Linked DNA regions of Mus musculus: all the other regions are linked to region 1. A link is a contact called in public HiChIP or PLAC-seq and promoter capture Hi-C data. All regions are on one chromosome and are shown on one strand. The core of a region is the stretch at or near the end of the contact, and the rest is flanking DNA. Distances in the headings are between cores, read along the strand shown. Region 1 holds the start of Gjb3 (gap junction protein, beta 3). Region 2 holds the start of Fndc5 (fibronectin type III domain containing 5). Region 3 holds the start of 1700086P04Rik (a long non-coding RNA gene). Region 4 holds the start of Ak2 (adenylate kinase 2). Region 5 holds the start of Azin2 (antizyme inhibitor 2). Region 6 holds the start of Trim62 (tripartite motif-containing 62). Region 7 overlaps Phc2 (polyhomeotic 2).

Evidence for each region. Promoter capture Hi-C pulls out the DNA fragments that hold promoters and counts their contacts. HiChIP or PLAC-seq counts read pairs in DNA pulled down with a chosen protein or histone mark.
Region 2: a contact with region 1 is called in a promoter capture Hi-C map of embryonic stem cells, with 3 times the contacts expected there. The contact joins the promoter of Fndc5 here to the promoter of Gjb3 in region 1. A contact is called at or near these places in 2 of 39 promoter capture datasets (cranial neural crest and embryonic stem cells) and 2 of 115 datasets of contacts at active chromatin or transcription factors (embryonic stem cells and forebrain).
Region 3: a promoter capture Hi-C map of embryonic stem cells shows a contact between it and region 1, with 5 times the contacts expected there. The contact joins the promoter of 1700086P04Rik here to the promoter of Gjb3 in region 1. A contact is called at or near these places in 3 of 39 promoter capture datasets (embryonic stem cells, frontonasal cranial neural crest and hippocampal neurons), 1 of 15 datasets of contacts at CTCF or cohesin (the NIH/3T3 cell line) and 2 of 115 datasets of contacts at active chromatin or transcription factors (embryonic stem cells and forebrain).
Region 4: a contact with region 1 is called in an H3K27ac HiChIP or PLAC-seq map of embryonic stem cells, with 5 times the contacts expected there. The contact joins the promoter of Ak2 here to the promoter of Gjb3 in region 1. A contact is called at or near these places in 2 of 39 promoter capture datasets (embryonic stem cells and hippocampal neurons) and 2 of 115 datasets of contacts at active chromatin or transcription factors (both in embryonic stem cells).
Region 5: a contact with region 1 is called in a promoter capture Hi-C map of embryonic stem cells, with 4 times the contacts expected there. The contact joins the promoter of Azin2 here to the promoter of Gjb3 in region 1. A contact is called at or near these places in 1 of 39 promoter capture datasets (embryonic stem cells) and 1 of 115 datasets of contacts at active chromatin or transcription factors (embryonic stem cells).
Region 6: a contact with region 1 is called in a promoter capture Hi-C map of embryonic stem cells, with 4 times the contacts expected there. The contact joins the promoter of Trim62 here to the promoter of Gjb3 in region 1. A contact is called at or near these places in 3 of 39 promoter capture datasets (embryonic stem cells, hippocampal neurons and stem cell-derived epiblast-like cells) and 6 of 115 datasets of contacts at active chromatin or transcription factors (astrocytes, embryonic midbrain, embryonic stem cells and 3 more).
Region 7: a contact with region 1 is called in an HNF4G HiChIP or PLAC-seq map of pancreatic cancer cells. The contact joins the enhancer-like site here to the promoter of Gjb3 in region 1. A contact is called at or near these places in 2 of 39 promoter capture datasets (the C10 cell line and embryonic stem cells), 9 of 115 datasets of contacts at active chromatin or transcription factors (acute myeloid leukemia, astrocytes, embryonic forebrain and 6 more) and 1 of 9 other capture datasets (embryonic stem cells).

The regions. Positions count from the first base shown.
Region 1 is chr4:127,329,420-127,332,155 of GRCm38.p6, forward strand. Gjb3 (gap junction protein, beta 3) reads right to left here and starts at 1,417. Exons shown (of 2, transcript NM_001160012.1): 1 at 1,083-1,417. It overlaps Gm40251 (a long non-coding RNA gene), which reads left to right. Exons shown (of 4, transcript XR_868156.3): 1 at 1-716; 2 at 2,469-2,572.
Region 2 is chr4:129,135,643-129,138,378 of GRCm38.p6, forward strand. Fndc5 (fibronectin type III domain containing 5) reads left to right here and starts at 1,357. Exons shown (of 6, transcript NM_027402.4): 1 at 1,357-1,521. The coding sequence starts at 1,437.
Region 3 is chr4:129,056,789-129,059,524 of GRCm38.p6, forward strand. 1700086P04Rik (a long non-coding RNA gene) reads right to left here and starts at 1,365. Exons shown (of 2, transcript XR_868180.3): 1 at 1,000-1,365. Rnf19b (ring finger protein 19B) reads left to right here and starts at 1,356. Exons shown (of 9, transcript NM_029219.2): 1 at 1,356-2,108. The coding sequence starts at 1,483.
Region 4 is chr4:128,991,876-128,994,611 of GRCm38.p6, forward strand. Ak2 (adenylate kinase 2) reads left to right here and starts at 1,349. Exons shown (of 7, transcript NM_016895.4): 1 at 1,349-1,561. The coding sequence starts at 1,469.
Region 5 is chr4:128,961,086-128,963,821 of GRCm38.p6, forward strand. Azin2 (antizyme inhibitor 2) reads right to left here and starts at 1,370. Exons shown (of 11, transcript NM_172875.4): 1 at 1,216-1,370; 2 at 999-1,119; 3 at 278-474. The coding sequence starts at 382.
Region 6 is chr4:128,882,620-128,885,355 of GRCm38.p6, forward strand. Trim62 (tripartite motif-containing 62) reads left to right here and starts at 1,425. Exons shown (of 5, transcript NM_178110.3): 1 at 1,425-1,958. The coding sequence starts at 1,551.
Region 7 is chr4:128,734,064-128,736,799 of GRCm38.p6, forward strand. All of the region lies in intron 9 of Phc2 (polyhomeotic 2), which reads left to right. Among named protein-coding and RNA genes, the nearest start is that of Gm33712, 7.9 kb to the left of the region's middle. Within about 2 kb of position 1,333, at least 235 of the 459 cell types and tissues checked have an H3K27ac peak or open chromatin away from gene starts, as enhancers often do. A contact at or near this core is called in astrocytes, embryonic forebrain, embryonic stem cells and 1 more, where this site is marked.

The DNA of each region.
Region 1 (2,736 bases), core at 167-2,666:
CAGAGCTTGAGAGTGGAGTTCTCAGAGAGGCTGTGGGAGGGCTGGGCAGAACGGCAGAGGACCAACCGAGCCAGGAATTAGATGGCAGTATTGCTGCCCTCCACAGGGTCTGTCTTTTGAGAATCTCAGTTCTCGACTAGATGGGGGTATCTGGGAAGCCCTAGAGCGTGAAGACCCTTATGGGTTTGGTCCTGGCACTTACTTTTAAACCTTCCAGGGAGGGCCAAAGATTAGCACCTGGATTCTGACCCCCCAGGAAATGCCAGGACTGCGTTTACTAGCTGGGAGAAATCCAAGAGAATTCTGTAATGTCGCTAACCCTGTTCCTTATCTCTTATCTTGGATTACTGCAAGAATCTTCGACTGTTCCCTCCCCAGCCGGCTCTTCCTGGGAGTGCTCAAGGAGAGTGAAGGGGAGGAGGAGTTCCTTCCACCCGGTACCCCCTAAGGATGCCACGTCTGGGGCTCCCCATTTTGGTGCAGGCTACCTAGTCCCTTCTAAGACACACCCCGAGACAGACTCACCTGAAAAGAATTTCTCGCCTAGCCCGTGCTGAGGACTGGCAGAGCCGGTTCTGGATCCCCTGTTGCCCCCCAACTCCCGTTTCCAGCTACTAGAACGATTATTACTATTTTTTTAATCCAGTTTTTATCCAGCTGCGGGACCCAACCGCTCCATCTCTTTCTACCCCGCAGCACTGTGGCTGGCCCCAAAGGTATAGCTCCCCTCTTGGGCCCCGGGCCCCGTTTCCTTCCTTTCTAGACAGTTTGGGAGCTTTGTGAACCTGTGACTCGCGCGCGCGCGCGCGCGCGTGCGGGTGTGTATGTCCCCTTCTGTGAACCTTCCAGTGTCCGGAACCGCCACCTGCTCCAGAATGCTGGTGTATGTATGAGTGTGTGGGGTGGAAGTGGGAGTGGGGGCGGGGAGCAGAGCTTTGGGTTAGGGTGCTCCTTCCCTGCGCTTCTGCAGCATTAAATCTCCATGCTGGGCGCGTGGGCAGGCCCCAGTCCAGCCCCCCAGGGGATCCCCATAGAGAGGGGTTCTCAGCTGCCTTGGATTGTCGCCCCTTCCCGGTACTTACAGTCAGCGGCGCCGCCACCGTGGGAGCCTGGCTCCACGTGCCCAAGACCCACAGCAGAGGAGGAACGAGGCGGGAGCCAAGCCGAGCTCTGTGGCCTCGGTGAGGCTCCTGGCCAGCACAGCCAGAGGCAGCGTGGAGGAGGGGCGGCCGGGGAGGAGCCCGGAGTCGCCTCAGGGATGCAAGTTCTAATCCAGGAGCAGCTGCGCTGACTAGGGAACAGCAGGCTCCTTTGCGGAGGCTCCGCGTGCTCGCCTGTGGAATGGGGGCATTGGTGGCCACTGGCAGGGCTGTTGCAAGGACTGCAATGACATTAGGGTGTGAAACACCTTGCAAACTGTTAAGTGCCGTGGCAGTAGGGATGGCAATAAATGACACGCCTACGCTGGTTACCACGGATACCCCGTCTGCGCCCTGCCCATTTGGATCCCAGCCTGCTGCAAAGTTTCAAAGTTTTCGTACGCTCTTGGGGGCCCCCCTCCCGCCCTGTTTGCATCCCTGATGGCATTTTCCAGGGAGGCAGTGTATCTTTGAGACAGTCTTTCGGGGCTCACACTGTGCTGGCCACCGGAAGGGACACAACCAGGAAAAGAAATCTCAGGGGCAAGGATGGTGTTTGGAGAGATTTTAGATGACCCAGTCTGCCCAAAGGAGTGTGAAGCAGGGTGGGAGGCCCAGCTTGTGAAGGGTGGGAGACCTGCGCTTGAGGGGCTCTGGAGACTAAGATGTTCAGTCTTATTCGTGGGCCAGGACTGAGATCCTAAAAGCCCTATCGCCCCAGGAACGGAAATCCAGGGTTTCCCTGGGATCCCCAGATCTTACTCACAACCTTGCCCGAGGCTTCACTGTCTAGACAGAGATGACTGATGCCCGACCCTGGTAACCATTCATTCCACTTGCTGGGACGATATCCATTGATGCGGGCTTCTGATCTACAAAAGGCAGCCTACATTAGGAGGCTCTGTTACTGTCTCCTACTACCCAGAAGGATTCCCGTTCGCCTGAGCGGAGCGCCTGAGACAAGGTTGCTTCTCTTAGGAGCTGCATATCATTCATACAGCACGCAAAGGAAAGATCTCTGATCTACATTGAAAAGAGAAAAGGAGAGGCCCCGAGATAAACCCAGGGACACATAGAAGTAACAGAGCCAACTCCAGGGACCTCAGTGACGTTGGCATTGGCTACGGCAAAGCCCTGTGGCAGAGGCTACCTTGTGCTTGCTATGGGCAGAGCAATTATCAGCACTATGGCTGGGCAGTGCCAGTTTTGTTGTTGTTGTTTTTTTTTTTTTTTTTTTTTTTTCTGGATGACTCTGCTAATGTGCCTGGGTGATGGGATTGGGGGACCCTGACCCTGCCACCTGCTGCTCATTCTCAATTATTTCCCTAGACTTCAGAGCAAAATGCCTGGTCCCATTTCCTCACCTCCCACTCATGCTTCAACCCACCAGAAGATTTCTGTCCCTGCTGTGCTACAAGAAAAGCCTTGTCAAGGTAACTCTGATCTCCACGATGCTAAATCCCACACAGTAATAAATCCGTGACCTCCTGAAACAGCTGTCACAGAGTCCCGCCTTTCTTCTTGAAGCACCTTCCACCCCCAGCTTCCTTGACACCCATCTCATTTCCTGGTCCCTGGGATACCTTCCATCAGGCCT
Region 2 (2,736 bases), core at 107-2,606, 1.8 Mb after region 1:
CTCTATCTCTGTGATTCAGTTTCTTCTTCATCTAAAGTCTAGGGATAGGATGGAAGATCTTAGAGGCTTCTGTGAGATGCCTCTCTGGTCTAACCTCACTCCTTAACCTTGGCTCTCTGACTGCGACTCCAGCCCAAGAAAGTAAGAGGCTGAGGCTGGGGAGCCTTCTGCTGTCCTATAGGGATTCTCCTTAGGGCAGGACAGTAAATGTGGGGTGGAGGCTCCTCTCTGCCTCTAAGGCCATCAAAGGAGTAGCCAGAAGGGTGTGTGAGGACAGGCTGGCACCTGGCTGTTCCCAAGGTGATGGAAAAAAAGGGTTATCAACGTGTGCTAATTAGCTGGAGCTATCTGCCACATCTTCCAGCCCCTACCACTTTAGAGCCATTAGCTAAATCACTGCTCAGTCAGGTCAGAATGGATATAGTGGTCCCGAGAGCGTCCAGAAACCACAGCCCTCTGATCTTGGAGAAACACGGTTCCAGATTGTTCTTTTAATAATCTAGAATGTGCCAGTTTTAGAGAGAGAGAGAGATTCTAGATGCTGGAGTGTTGAAGTCACTCTGGGTGAGGAGTGTGTGAAGTTGAGCCCACCTTGGATTCAAATCCTGCCCGTGGTGGGTCCTTGGACAAAACAAGTTACCAAACTGCAGTATCCACCTACATGAGACGCCCCGCAGCAGAGTGGACCTGAAGGGGCTGCAGAGAGAACCAAGTCCCAAACCCAGCCAAGGCCTACAGAGTGTCTGCGCCTGACAGATATTCGCAGTGCTCTCGAGGGGATTAAAAATAGGCACAAGAAAAAGAAAGGACTGGTCTGAGGTCTCAGCTAGACCTCCAGGGAGTCAGAGGAGAGCCTCTTCGGCCCCAGTACACACATTCCCCAGAGTACCGAGTCTGTACCCCCCTTACACTCTACAGCTCGTGTGTGTGTGTGTGTGTGTGTGTGTGTGCCTGGGGTGTGGGCTGGAGTGAGAGATGGGGTACAGATGGGCATCTCCCAAGCACTTGCCCTCCCTCTTCCCTAAGGAAGAGCGGGACCGGGGCCAGGTCAGGGTTAAGGCTGGGACTGACCGCGGCACGGTGCTACGGGTCCTGCATCGGTCAGAGAGCGTGAGCCGCGGGGTCCCCAAAGCCCCTGGCTTCCCGGGAGCCCACAGAGTGAAGAGCGGGGACAGGAGTGGGGGCGCCCTCGGTCCTCACCCCGCCCCCGCCCTCTCCCCGCAGCGGGGGCGCCCCGCCCCCCAGGCGCCCGACGTGGACGCGGCCGCTGCCGCCGCCGCCGCCACCACCGCCGCCGCCACCACCGCCGCCGCCGCGCGGGAGTCGCTGTCCGCGGAGCCGATATGCAGGCGGCGCGGGGCGGCGCGGGGCGGCCGGGCCGGGAGGGCCGCGGGCTGGAGCGTGAGTGCGAGCGGTCACCGGGCCCAGGAGTCGCCATGCCCCCAGGGCCGTGCGCCTGGCCGCCCCGCGCCGCGCTCCGCCTGTGGCTAGGCTGCGTCTGCTTCGCGCTGGTGCAGGCGGGTAAGGGGGCCTGGGGAGGGGGACGAGGGAGGGAACAGCTTCCCCTCCCACGCCGCCACCGGGAAGTCCTCGGTTCCCTTCCTGCTCCCTGAGGACCTCCTGTGTCACCTGGTCCCTACTCTCCTAACCTGACCCTAGCGCCTCCGAACCTTCTTGACCCCTAAACCCGTCCTTCAGCTTCCAAACCTCTGCCAGTCACCTCAGCCCTGAGTTTTTAAAGCTCTTGCGGCTCCTGGTCCCTTCAGGTCATCCCCTAACCCTGAGTCTTTGCCTCAGCCACCTTTTCTGGCCCTGAGAGCAGCTGAGGACACTAGTGCCCCACCTTGGGCCTCCCTCTGTATCCCCAAAGATCTCTCAGGGACCCATAGGCAGCTAGCTGCGCAGGAACGACTATGAAGAGAACTGTAACCTGAGGTTGAAGGGTGTTTGCGGGGACCGTGGGCGGGGGCGGGGGGCGCAAACCCTGCTGCAGTTAGTGTCTGGCCCACCCCATGGGGCTCTGCCTCCCTAGATCACCCCAATCCTGTCCCTCCTGGCAGCTGTTGCTGCCTCCCTCTCTTTCTCGCCCTGCTTCTGTCTCCTTGCCTGTCTCCAATGTTCCACTTGTCTGCTCTCTGGTTCTGTGACCTCAGCCACCTGTCTGTGTCCTTCTGTCCCTTTCCATCTGAATGTCTGGCATAATCCTGAAGCCTTGAGTCCACTTGTCTGAGGGGTATGGGGCTACTGCTCAGGGCCAGGGCTTCTAATCACAGCCCCTGCCCTCTTGCATGATATAACCCCGTGTGACTCTACTCCCCTCTCCTGGAAGGTCCTTTCTGCCCTGCTCCTCTACTGCTCTCCCACTTATCTCTGACGTTTTCCCCATTCACCATCTTCCTTCACCCAGAAGGCCTTGCGCTATCTTGGTGTCTCTCCACCAAGGGACCCTGTTCTGAATGTCCCCTCTTCTCTAACTTCCTCTATTCCTCGCACGTGAGGACCCACAGAGTATGGAGAGGCTCACATAGACCCTTCCCCTTAGGCGCCCTCTGCCCAGCTTACCATGTGAGGTTGCCCCTCAGCTCCATGCCAGGGCTCAGCCCCTCCTGGCTCTTCATCTCAGGGTCTGTCTCCTTCCCTCAAGGTCACTCACTTGACAACATGAGGCTATAGAAAGTGCAATGGACTAGGAGTCCTTGTGGCTGCTTTTTCTCAAGCTAATCAGCTCCTGAACTC
Region 3 (2,736 bases), core at 115-2,614, 1.7 Mb after region 1:
AAGTCCTGGTGTTGTCAATTCCAGCCGTCATATTTTTCTGTCCTTCTCTTTCTTGGGTTCTTGGCAGCATTTGTCACAATTGACGGCTGACCACTTCCTCTTGCAAACAAATTGTCTTGGCATCTATGACATCACACCTGCTTGATCATCTATGACATCATACCTTCTTAGGCCACTAGACCCTGTTCTTAGTTTTCATTACCGGACATTTCTTCCAATGGGCTTCGTTTGCTGTGTTGTTGTAATCTCAAAAGTTTAAAGAGTTGCGGATCTGGTTTTAAGTATTGGCCAGGAAAAAAAAATCAAACAACTTACTATGTTCACATATCTGTTCCTACATTGCACGATCCCCACCCCCATCTCCTTAAGGCATGCTAGACAAGTGAATCACTGTAAGCCTTCACTGCCATTCCTTATTAATAACAAGACACTGTTTTTATCTTTAAAGAAAGATGCATCAAGATGATTGTTTTAACCAATGAGATTCAAGCAAAACTGGGCAGAACTTCCTAAGCAGTCTTCTTAAAATAAGACATTTTTCTTCCCACCGTTTGGAATATGGCAGAATGAGGTGAGCTTAAGACAGAAGCTTGAACTGTCGATCTTCGGACATATTTTTCATGGAAAGAAAATTCTCTATCATAAGCCTCCCTCTCTCATTTCTCTAAGCCAAAATCTAATCCTGACCTGGCTTTGCTGCTGTTGAAGGTATTTGCTTTTCTCATCACCAAGCCTAAGGGTCTTTTGTTAGAGGAACTGGGGAAGGGGGACTGAAAGAAACCATTTCTAGAAGCGAAATTGTTGGGCCTCTTTCTACCAACAGTGACTAACCAGAGTACCTGAGAGATACAGCTTAGGAGTAAGTTCACTAGTTGACAGAAAACAGCAAATGCTAGAATGAAAACTCTGGACTCATTCTTGAAGATAGGGGAGCCTGCCTGTCTTATCTAGAAGTGCGGCTCACTTTGAGGATCTTCAATGAGTGACTATATTCCTTACCACTTAATGGCTAGCATCAACAGAAATGTTGGGCGGTGGATCGGCGGGAATCACTACCAGATCAACGCTCGTCTTCTTTTTACAGACGAAATGAAGGCATCCTCATTGAAAAGAAGACCCCTGACTCCTGGACAAGGAACGGAGGGTGGAGCCTGTGCAAAATATGGCTGCGCCGGACCACCTGACCGCAGAAGGCGGGGCTTCGCCGCAGCCTGCAGGCCCCGCCCTCCAGGCCCCGCCCAGCTCCTCTCGCGGGGCCGCGCGGGTTGTGAGGTGTCTGAGGCCGGCGCCTGCGCAGTTGCCCGCGGCGCGCGGGGCGGAGGCTTTATAACCACTTCGTAGCGGCTGGTCGGCTTCTGTCTCTGGGAGGACTGCCGAGGCGGTGGCGGCGGCGGCGGCGGCCGGGGCGCCGGCTGGGAGGGGGCGCTGAGGCGGGAGCTACGGCGGCGCTGGGCGCCCCTGGCTCCTCAGCCTCTGCGGGCCATGGGCTCCGAGAAGGACTCCGAGTCGCCGCGCTCCACCTCGCTCCATGCGGCCGCCCCCGACCCTAAGTGCCGCAGCGGCGGCCGGCGCCGGCGCCTCACCTTCCACAGCGTCTTCTCCGCCTCGGCCCGCGGCCGCCGCGCCCGGACCAAGCCTCAGGCCGAACCGCCGCCCCCGGCTGCGCCGCCGCCGCCGCCGCCGCCCGCTCCGGCCCCGGTTGAGGCTCAGGCCCCGCCGGTGGAAGCTCTGCCCTCCGAGCCCGCTGCCGAGGCTGAGGCGGAGGCCGTGGCTGCCGGGCCGGAGGAGGACGAGGCGGCGGAGGGCGGCGGCGCGGAGGAGGTGGAGTGCCCGCTGTGCCTGGTGCGCCTGCCGCCCGAGCGGGCCCCGCGCCTCCTCAGCTGCCCGCATCGCTCGTGCCGGGACTGCCTCCGCCACTACCTGCGCCTGGAGATCAGCGAGAGCCGCGTGCCCATCAGCTGCCCCGAGTGCAGCGAGCGGCTCAACCCACACGACATCCGTCTGCTGCTGGCCGACCCGCCGCTCATGCACAAGTACGAAGAGTTCATGCTGCGCCGGTACCTGGCCTCGGACCCCGACTGCCGCTGGTGTCCGGCCCCTGACTGCGGGTGAGCGCGGGGGCGTGGCCGCGGGGGTCGTCCCGGGTGCAACGGGTGTCACACACCTTGAGGGAGGAGAGGATGGTGCCCAGCAGGAGGTAGAGGACGGACGATCACGAGTAACCGACCCTCAGACCAGCCTTGCAACCGGTCTGATGGCACTCAGCACCCTATACCTACTTGCTTGAGGTGGCTTGAGGTGGTGGCTGAGTGCTAAGAGAAGGGAACTGTCCATTAAGTCAGAATATCCGGGTGAGCAGGGGTTTTTTTTGTTTTGTTTTGTTTTCTTTCTCTTTGCCCAGGAAGGGAGAGGTGTGTGTATGTGCGTGTTATCGTAATGATTGAGAAGGAATATTTGTTATAGGAGAGAGAATGAAAATGTCCTACTGAAGGGGCCGCGCTTCCGAGGGGTGTGTCCATATGGCTAGGGGCGCACTTAGCAGCAGCATTGCAGAAGGCGTGTTCTTCCACACAACCGCTGCTGAAAGTTGAGATGCAGATGATGAGAGAAGGCAGCTCACTAACAGCTCTAGGGGCACCCTGGGCACTGCGTGCTGTGCTAAGCCACTGGCAGGCACCTTGTGGTTCCTAACGTGCTGCCGAGGGCAAAGTCACAACAGACTTTTTGACCAGAAAA
Region 4 (2,736 bases), core at 99-2,598, 1.7 Mb after region 1:
CAGTGACTGAACTTTGCCCTGCCCCTTAGTTCACAGTGTTACTTGTAATCCTGTGACCATGTAATTATATAGTGATCAGCTCTTACTTCCGCTTCCGGTCTTAAAAAGGACACAATAAACCCCTGCTTCCTTCAAGGCCACTAAGAGAACCCAACCAGATCAAGCTGGCTCCCATGAAAATCCAGGATGAGCAAGAAGTATGAATGTTAGTTTCTCTTTTTTCATTTGAATTTATTTCTTATTTTCTGTGTGTGAACATATATGTACGCGCAGATATGTGTACCACAGCACACATGTGGAGCTCGGTGGACAACCTGTGGGAGTTGGTTCTCTTCTTTCTTTCATTGGGGGTGGGGTCTTGTTAATCAAACGCAGGTCCTCAGAGTTTGGTGGCAAGTGTCTATACTAGCTGAGCCATCTGGCTAGCTGGTTAACATCATTTACCACTAGGGTGTAGAAAATGGTTGCACTGTGCCTGTGGGGCAAGAATGGTTTCCTAATCACACTTGCACTTACAGTTGAGAAAGGCTCCTTTGGGACAGGATGAAACTTTGACACACCTAAAAGCTGGCGACATCATTGCCTTGTTCAAGACAGGCTCATCTCTCTGGATAAAAACTGTCTTTCTGCTGACTTAAAAGTCAGGAAGGTTGTCTGTGTTCATATATGCATATGTGTTTTATTTTTACAGTCCTGGGGATTGAGCCCAAAACTTCTGTCTCTGTACTATAGCCAGCCCCAGCTATCTTCATTTTCATTTTGGGACAAGGTCTCATTAAACTGCCCAGGCTGGCCTTGAATTCACCGTCGTGGCCTTGACAAGCTTTAAATGTGATCTTCCCAAATAGCCAAAGTTATGGTGCTGTTCAATGGGGGTGTTCTGGAGGGAGAGGGTGTCAGATTACAAACTTGTTGGAATTTACTTAACCAATCTTATTATTAGACATCAACATCTTTGTCAGGAACTCATTACATATTCCTTGTTTCTGCCTTTGAATTCTTGGAAGTGGAATTACTGGTCCAAAGGTTACGTTATTGCCAATTTGTTTCCTGGGAGTGATTTTACCCACTTACACTCTCACAGGCAATTTTACGGGGCTCAAACAGAGACTCTGGAGTTATTAACTGTCAAAGGCCAAACTAGAACTTCACCCGCTCCAGGCTTCCTTCTCGTTTTTCCCGCCCACTCCATACACCAGCCGAGAGCCGCACGCGCTCTGTTGCCCCAGCTCTTCCCAGGCTGGCCCGCCTCTTCCTCGTTCCCAATTCTGCCCAATCGGAAACAGAATTTTCTTAGTCTCGTCGTACGATTGGTAAATGAAAGTGCCCGTCAAGTTCGGGGGCGGGTAGAGAGGGTTGACGGATGCGGCGAGCGACCAGTGTGAGCCCGGAGTAGGATGTACGCTGGCCTGGAAGCGCTAGACCTGTGAGGTGTGCGGCTGGCTGTTGGAGTGAAGCTTTGGAAGACATGGCTCCCAACGTGTTGGCTTCCGAACCGGAGATTCCGAAGGGCATCCGGGCCGTGTTGCTGGGGCCGCCCGGGGCTGGCAAGGGGACGCAGGTGAGTGTCGGTTCCGTGTCGGGCGGTGGAGCCCGAGAAGCTACAAGGTCAGGGCGGTCGGAGAGCCGGAAGCTCCTTTCCCGCCCCGGAGCTGGGTGGTGAGCCCTGGCCTGCAGGGACCCTCGCGGGGTCTCCAGTTGTGGCGCGGTGTTTAGGGGAGGGTCCCAGTCGCAGTAAGGGGGAGGCTGGGTGGAGGTTCTTGGGGGAACCCAGGATCGTGTTAGGGCATCCAGGGACTGTTACTTGAAAATTGTGAAAGGCAGGGCGATCCCCCAGGCTGAAGCTCTGGATCACAGGCCCGAATGGGAGAAAGCTTTGTGACCAAGTCGCCCTCGGAGTTGAGAGCGTATTGCCCTGAGTCAGGGATAATTTCTAGGCATAAGGGGGTGAAACTTTTAATTTTTTTAATGGCTAATGATTAGGGGTACTAAGAAGTCTCCACGTGGGGCAGAGTGGTTACTGGTGTATGCCTATCGAGGCGTTCTGCCAAGAGTGAGGCATGAGCCGCGGGAGCCACCAGTGTTGTTGGGGGTGGGGGGATGGGAGAAAACCTTTCCAGCTGGCCAGAAAACTGGAGGTGAATGTATAGATTCGGTTCATAAGCCACGGGCATCATGGGGGGTTGTGAGTGGGGCAGGGAGTGCTCATGGAGCAGCATGAGATGGCTCTGATGGTTGTAATTGAGCAATTGAGGGCCGCTAACGTGCTAGATCAACAGGTAAGAAAACAGGTGTAGAGGTCCAGTGACTTTTCAAAGTTAGTGAAATCGGTTTCACAGAGGCCTCAAGGATTGCCTTCTGCCCCACTGCAGAGCCTCCCTTGCTTGGCATCTGGGCCATAGATCAGGGCTGGGATTTATGCTGGCACGTAGGGCTTGGAAGCTCATATGGTGGGCCGTTGGTGTCACTTTCTTGCCCAGCCTTTGGCCACAACCACCCACCCCTCAACTCTACCTCCCCATCAGACCCCAAGCTTTGATGATCACTATGCTCTAAAGAGGGAATTCTTTCAAGGTTGCGTTCCCAAGCAAATGAGTGCTGTCCTCCCTCTTCACAGCACTGCTGAGTTTATTGTTATGTTTTTAAAGATACCTCCCCTCTGTCTCCCTCCGTCTCCCTCCCTCCTTCTCTCTCTCTCTGTCACACATAAGGTGGGAGAGTGTGTGTGTGTGTGTG
Region 5 (2,736 bases), core at 120-2,619, 1.6 Mb after region 1:
GCTGGGTATGCCTGAGTGTAGAAGGGGAGAGCGCAAAAGGCAGGTACTCCGAAGTTCCCACCTGGAGTGCTGGGGAGACCGTGAAGGTGGAGATACTGTTCTTTTCTCAAGTCAGGAAACACAGGGAGGGCAGATGTGGGGGCAAGGACCAAGAATTGGAGATAAAGGGGACAATCTAGTAAATATCAAGTAAACAAATACCAATACCGAGAGAATGGGAGGTCTCCTACAGAGAAGAGGACAGGCAACCAACCCACACCCATTTCCATCCCCTCACCGAGGTGGCCTGGGAGGCCCCCAGAGTGAGCTCCTCCAGCAGATCCCGGGTGCTGAAGCCCTCCTCCACCATCACAAAGTCCGATTCACTCAGATAGCCAGCCATGCTGAGCAGGAGGAGCCCAGGGGCTGGAGGAAACCGCTGCCTTGGAGCACCGCTGGCTGCCTTGGCCACCGCCTTAGAAAGTATGCAACACACTGTGGGGAGAGGGAGATGGAGGAAACCGCTGGGGAACAGGCTGCATCCCTCACCTCCCCAGGCCTACGGTCCCTGCCCAGTCATGTTCTGTGCCCTTGCCCAAGCCTGAGAAGCCGAGGTTCGCTGGGAATGGTGAAGTTATGTCTGCTAGAGCCTCAATTACCCCCATCTGTTAAATGGGATTGGTTTGGAGTTCTTTTCCAGTTCTGAAATTTGAAATTGGAAGAAAAAAAATGTGGGGACAGATCTGAGAAACCTAGTTGGGGAAGTCTCCTTCCAATTGAAGGATTTCTCCAGTCCAGACTACACCTACCTAAAGGGCCAAAAAAAAAAAAAACAAAACCCGTGAGCTTGAGTTCGAGTCGGCTCTCTGCTTCATGACCTTGGGTCAGTTTCCCCATTTATAAAAGGTTGGTCCTGACACACTAAGAATGCTCTATGAGCCACGGGTGGGTTCTGTCCGCGGGACGGCTCTCTCAAGTGCAGGGCGGGGGTCCCGCACCCCAACCCCAGGCCTCCTTACCAAGCCCCGTCCTCCTTCGCGGGGGCCAGAGCCAGGCGCGCTGCTAGGGGGGGTCGCCGGTGACCTCGAAACTTGTGCAACACCCCGAGGAGGAGTGGCAATTGCGGAGCCGAGGCCCCTGCTGAGAGGAGGCAAGGGGGGCCGGGGGAAGGGTCAGCGCCCAAAGCCGAGGACGCCCGCTCCCCGAGGCTCCCCCCCAGCCATCTCCTGCACTCGCCTTAAAACGCATTTACACGGCTTCGGCCCATAGGTCTCCCCAGCGAGTGAATCGGATCCTCGGCGCCTCCGCTCGCTCGCTCCCCCCGGCTCCGGCCCCGCGGCCTGCGCCCCGCGCGCCCAGCAGCCACCGACCCCACGCCCCGCCTTGCGCCCGCCGCTCGCTTATATAAGCCCCGCCCTAGCCCCGCCCCGGTGCCCTGGCCCCGCCCCTGCCTGCTCCGTAGCCAGGGCAACCGGGTGCCGCCAGCCCATTGGTCGATTCGGACATAAAGCATTCAGCCCTGCGAGGCTGCTCCGCAAAGCTGCGCAGCTAAGCAAGCTGGCTGACTGATGTCCGCGGAGGTCCACGCGGGGAAATCCTTCGAATCCTAGGCGTCTACGTGGTCTGAGCCGCAGATCCTGCGTCCTGCGTCTCAAAAAGTGACTCCGGAAAACTTTTCTGTCCCTGGCTGAAGTCGATGGCCCCCTGCTCCTCCCCTGGTGAAGTTCTGGCTCCGCCCTTGGAGCCCAAACCTCTCCTGTCTTATTTTGTAATATGACCTTTTACTTAATCGCCTCTTCTAGGCATTTTAAACTCCCAACTCAAATGCCAGCTAAAATGTATTCAAATAGAATTTTTGTGGCTTCACGAGCTCGGGGTGATGCCTTCATTCTCAGAATCCACAAGACTCTGGTGAAATGTGGCTTCGACTCAAAGCATGTCTCCTCTTCTATACACAAATCCCTGTTCATCCATCAGAGTCCAGTGTAATATCTTCCTCTATCGGACCATCCCTGGCCCCGAAACGCAATGGGACTCACAGTCCTTGTCTCTGTCTGACCCCTCCCCTCCTTCCCTTGAGCCTTAATATCAGTTGCTGAGATACCCGCACCTGCTTTCCTTTTTTTTTTTTTTGCCTGATAAAACATCTCAGCTTTGTGCACTCCAAGGGCAGGGACTGAGAGCCGGGCTCCTTGGAGTGCTTAGCATGCGCAGGGTGTTGCTCAGAAGCTAATTCAAGAGTTCTCCGGGTAGAAGTCCGAATGCTGCTTGTCTCTGCGCATGTGGCTGCTGACTGGGAAGAGACAGAATGGAACCTTTCCGGTGCTTGGTAATGGTTACAGGTGTGTGTGTGTGTGTGTGTGTGTGTGTGTGTGTGTGTGCGCGCGCGCGCTCCTTGAGTTATACACATATGATTAATGCCCTGTTGTACCTGTTATGTATACTACGTTAAGAGTTTGCAAGTTTTAGCCGGATGTGGTGGCGCACGCCTTTAATCCCAGCACTTGGGAGGCAGAGGCAGGCGGATTTCTGAGTTCGAGGTCAGCCTTGTCTACAAAGTGAGTTCCAGGACAGCCAGGGCTATACAGAGAAACCCTGTCTCGGAAAAAAAAAAAAAAAAAAAAAAAGAGTTTACAAGTTTTAAGCCAGGCATGGTGGCCCATAGCTTTAATCCCAGCAAATCTCTTAGTTCGAAGCCAGCCTATTCTACACAGAGATCTACTACCAGAGCTACACAGAGAAATCCTGTCTCAAAAA
Region 6 (2,736 bases), core at 175-2,674, 1.6 Mb after region 1:
CCCCTCCTTCACTGTACTGATGATGTAGTGTGTATCTTGCACACCAAGAAACCCAAACCAAGGCAGGCCATTTTTCTGCTCGAAAGCCCAACACCTTCAAGAAATTCTTCTCTAAGATGCCCATGCCTTTCACCTTCCCCAAACTTCTTCCTTATCCCACTCTCAACAGAACAGAACAGAACAGAACAGCATGCAGGTCTCCATGTGCCCCCCCCCACTCATGCTTCTGTTCTCCCTGTCTCTGTCTGTCTCTCTGTCTGTCTGTCTCTCTCTTTCACCTTCTTAGAAATCCCTTTCCTCCCCTCCATCTGGCAGAGATGACAAGGTCTCCCATTATACTTTTTTTCTTACTCCAACTTCTTATACACACACACACACACACACACACACACACTCACACACATGCTCACACAGCAATGCAGAAACATCCGATGAATGGAAAGAACCTTTGAGCTAGACGTTAGGCAGGGTTCTCTCCACAATCTTCTACTAAGAGCCCTCCTTAGAAAGGGAAGAGGAAATAGAACCTAAAGGTTTAGGAGAATGGCGACTTTGAACTTAGCCCATGCCAACAGGGCAAGTCTCTAATTTTATCACTACAATCTATGCAAACATTATATATTCTATGCAGACTACAGAGCACCGTCTTGTCTTAATACTCAGTTATTATTGCCCTTAGTTCTTCAAATTGATCATCCGGAGAGATGTTCCTTAGGTGCTATCTTCTCACTTTTTCTTCATTAGCTGTCCTCTCGCCCCCTGCCGCCAGGACCCTAAACAAACCTGACAGCTGTGCAGACCCAGAAGAAACAGCTGTTTTTCCCGTCCCTGGGGGTCAGGAGCACAGTGGCAGCGAGGCGGGGTCTGGAGGCCCCTCCCCTCCCCCCGCCCGCCGCGGGGGCGGAGCGGCTCGGGTCCCGCCCGCGGGGGCGGAGAGGGAGCCTGGGCGCCGGGCAGTTCGGCTCGGCTGGTTCCGGGTTGAGAGGCTGCGCTGGACCGAAGCGGTGGCCGCTGAGCTGGTGCGGGTAAGGGGCCGCGCGGGGCCGGGATCTGCGGCCAGGGTCGGGCAGCTGAGTGGGCCGGCACCCCTCCTCTGCTCTGCCGGGCAAAGCCGCGGTGCGGCTGGGTCTGGCTGCTCTGTCCCGCAGAATTCCCCATCCCCAGCTCGACCCCCTCTCAAAGCTTTTCGGGTCCCGGGATTCCGCCCCTCTTCGGGATCTCCTCCTCGCAGCATCTATCCCTTGGGAGTGTCTGGTCCTCTAGATCCTCCTCGCCTGGAGCCCCTTCCTTGGGACGCCCTCGGCCTCTCTCCTCCAGCGCCCATCGCTGGTGGCCACCTAGGACCTCGAAACCGAGCTCCGGTGCTCGCATCCCGGGTGGCACCCACTCGGCACCGAGCCCTCGCGCCTCCGGCGTCGCAGACAGCTCCCCCCGCGCTCCCCGGCGCCTGTCGCCCGTGCCCCCGTGGGCCTGGCCCCCGGGTACCGCCCCCAATCGCGCCGCGCCGGCCGCCGGCCTCCCGGGCTCCGCTTCGCGCCGCCCCTGGCGCCATGGCGTGCAGCCTCAAGGACGAGCTGCTGTGCTCCATCTGCCTGAGCATCTACCAGGACCCGGTGAGCCTGGGCTGCGAGCACTACTTCTGCCGCCGCTGCATCACCGAGCACTGGGTGCGGCAGGAGGCTCAGGGCGCCCGCGACTGCCCGGAGTGCCGGCGCACGTTCGCCGAGCCCGCGCTCGCGCCCAGCCTCAAGCTGGCCAACATCGTGGAGCGCTACAGCGCCTTCCCGCTGGACGCCATCCTCAACGCGCGCCGAGCCGCGCGACCCTGCCAGGCTCACGACAAGGTCAAGCTCTTCTGCCTCACGGACCGCGCACTGCTCTGCTTCTTCTGTGATGAGCCCGCGCTGCACGAGCAACACCAGGTCACTGGCATCGACGATGCCTTCGAGGAGTTGCAGGTGCGAGGCGGACAGGCGGGGCTGTAGGTGGGGTCAGGGTTCCAATAGGGGCAAGGGCCACAGGCCGGCTTAATGCCAAAGGGGCGTGGCTCCTGTGAGGGGCGGGGCAGGGGCGGGTCCCTTGAGCATCACTGTGTCAAATGGGCTTGAGAGAGATCTGGATGGGAGACAGGTCGAGGTGGGATAGGATGATGGAGAGAGGAAGCTACAGCTGGACCAGATGCTGGCTGAGGCTGAGACAGAATGGGAGACAGCAGCTCCTTCTGGACTTTTGGGCAAAGGAAGGACCACTATCAAAGCTAACCTGGGAGTCGAAGTGGGGTGTGTGGGAGGGGTGAGCTACTCTAAATGCAGCTACAGAATTCTGGAATGTTTGGGGCATTGTGGGATGCGGCTTGCTGCTCCAGGTGTTCATTGAGATCTAGAGTGAGGCCTGGGCCTCGGTTGGATGATGAAAGTGAGAGTTAAGCTTAAGACGTGCAAATTGTTCAGAGGGCAGGTTTGGGTGCCAAGATTAGATCAAGGTATGTGAGGTGAGAGTCTAAGGTCGGCCTCAAGTTCAGATATGACAAGAACCTTTTTTTTAAAATTTAAACCAGAGTAGGGGCCAATTGAGAGTGGAACCAGGAATTAAAGATTCAAGATTTGGAGAATTAGACAAGATTTGGAGGAGGGGAAGACAAGCTTCTAGGAATTCCCAAGGCCTGGTGATGACCCCTCTTGTCTTCTACATCCGAATCTTTGAGTACTCAATTGGACATAGCCCTTAACTGCAGCT
Region 7 (2,736 bases), core at 83-2,582, 1.4 Mb after region 1:
CAGAGCTGGGCTTTCGCTGTCAAGCAGAACAGACAAGGCTTTGCCTTGCCTCTGCAACCAGGACTAGCCAGCATTCCTGGTGCTAGAAGCCAGGACAGCCTGTTGGAAGTCACTTTGTGGTCCTACAGGAGCTAATTCCACTCCCACTGCAACCTCTTCATCTGAGCTCAGCCCATTGTGGCACTCAGCCTGAGAGCTAGGGAGCAGGTCAGGGCTCTGGGTGGAACGCGCCCACTGCTCCCTTGTCCTTAGCTGCATGGGGGAGGGTGGCTGCTGCCTGATTTGATTGCTTCCCTCCTAGCTCTGGGTGACAGCTTGGAAGACATCCAGCTGTTTACAATTGAGCTTCTGCACACTCTAGCCTGTGATTTGGGGTGAGTCTGCCTCTGTCCTGAGAGACGGCATGAGAGTCAGCTGTACAGTAGTGGCTGCCAGGAGGGAGGGGTTGGTCCTCCAGCCAAGTTGTAGATAGAGACATTCAGCTCTTACCCAAAATACTGAGACGCTCGTCTGCCCTCCTGGCCTGCTAACCTAGCCTCCATGAGGTCAGCCTGAAGTGACACTCAGGCTGGCTTGAGGTCCCCTGGCTCCCCTACTTTCCCATTCTGCTGGCCAGCTCCCTCCCCCGAGGTCTGGATCCAGAGTCTTGCTTCTGTGCCTGTGAATCTCCTTGCTGTGCTGGCACAGTGGCCAACAGGACCCTCTGTCACCGCGTTTGTTCCTTCTCCAGAGAGGTTCTTCAGAACTGCAACAGCCATGGCTTGTGGCCTCCAGGTGACAGGCCTTCTGTCTAACAGCTCTGTCCTTAGAAGAACTGAAAAGTTTACAGGCATTGGCTCCCTAGGACTCAGAGGGCCCAGTGTGGGAGGAGCCTGAAATTTTCTCACCACTAAGAGCTCCTTTGGTATATGCCCTAGAAGATACCATCTTCCAAATGACATTCACTTTTGCTTGAATTCTAAAAAGCACACCTGTAACTTGTGCCATCTGCATGGGAGATGCATGTGTGGTCATTGTCTAAATTTAGTGTAAAACTTGGTGGGAGAAATGACTCATCCTAAATTGTAGGTGTGGGAGATGTGGCATTAACTAATGGTGTGTTAGGCCTGTTGAAAGATCATGTGCTACTTCCCTTCTGACTGGGATGCGGAGCGCAGCCTGGATCCTGCCTGCCCTGCTCCTTTTCCTATTAGTCCACGGCTCCCTCCCATCCCGGAGTCGCTCTCCTAGATTGCTCACCTAGATCGTTGCCAGTTCCCTACCCTGAGGTCCCAGACCACAGGTGACGCCTCAGCCTCCTTGTCATTTCCTGCCACCTGCCTCAAGTGCCCTCACACTGGTCCCAGCTAGTCACGCACAGCCCTCCCCTCCCTACCTGCTTCACCCTCGTAGCCCACTGCAGGGAAATGAAACCGCCTCTGCTCAGGTCTTTCATGACCTTCAGTGTTCTTCATGTTGCTGATGCGAAACAGGCAACAAGAGCAGCCTAAGGGAAGAGGGCGTGTTTCAGTCACGTGACAGAGCAGGCATGGCGCCGGGGGCTGGGAGCCACTGGTCACACTGGAATGGTGCCAACCCGATTTCAAGGTGGGGCTTCCCACCTCCATTAAACCTCTCTGGAAACATGCTCACAAACAAGCCCAAAGTTTAACTCATACTTGACTCTAAATCCCCTCAGTCCTGAGGCCTAGTTGCCTTATCTGAAGAAATAAGGCCCTTTCAGCTGGACTTGGTCTGCCTACCTGAGCAAAGCAGCTAATTCCCAGCAAGATCTGAATGGTTGTAGCCACACTTGCTTTTTTAAAAGAGCGTTAGCCCTGTAAATCTCTTTGTGGAGTGCCTAGATTGAACTCCAGCCCACCACTCCGACTCTGCCATGCCTGGCTTCTCTCTCTTGGGAAGGGACACCTCCCTCACTGTCACAGTGCCAGAAATTTCTCTAGGGATTTGGAATATAAGTAAAGAGATTATGAAGGTTGGCCCCAGACTTTTTCACTGGCCTAACCACTCTACTTTCCTCTCTGGGACCAGCTGTGGCCTCCTGTCTCCTGGATACAGGCTCAGCTTGCATCGTTTTGCAGGTGCTTCACATATTCTCAACAGGCTGGGCAAAGGAAAGCAGGGAGCTTGGTGGCAGCGCTGACCCTGGAGCAAGTCTGCCAGAGTGGCTTGCTTGTTGAGCCAGGTTACCAGTTACTATCTCCTTAAATTCTTTGTTAATTTCATTAGCTTGTTCTCATGCTGTAGCCAGCCAAGACATCTGTTGTCAACCTTAGACTTCTACCCTTACATACACACGTGGGGAAAACCCCTCAGCATTCTGGTATAACATAGTTTATGTGTCTGTATGTGTCGTCTGTAGATAGGGAGAACCTGGTTCTGAACCCGTCAGACTCTTGAAGGCTTGGACCAGCCTGAACTCTCTCCAGCTGGCTGGTGAGTCCTTGTAGGTGCCTTCCTGCCTCTGCATCTAGAGGTCACCCTGCCTTGACAAGGGTCTGGATCTGAGTTGGTGCTCTCACTCTCCTGTGCTGAGGAAATCCTCTACAGTGAGATGGCGAGTGGACTAAAGAATAGTAGCTGTCATAAGCAGGTCTGCAGAAATGCCACTTCTATAATAGACATTAACTAAGCCACTCACTGTCACAGCTTCAGAGAGTAGTTTTTGAATATCACCTATGACAGATCTCTTTGTAGTACCAAAGAGACCTATATTCTTTATGGCGATGAGCACTG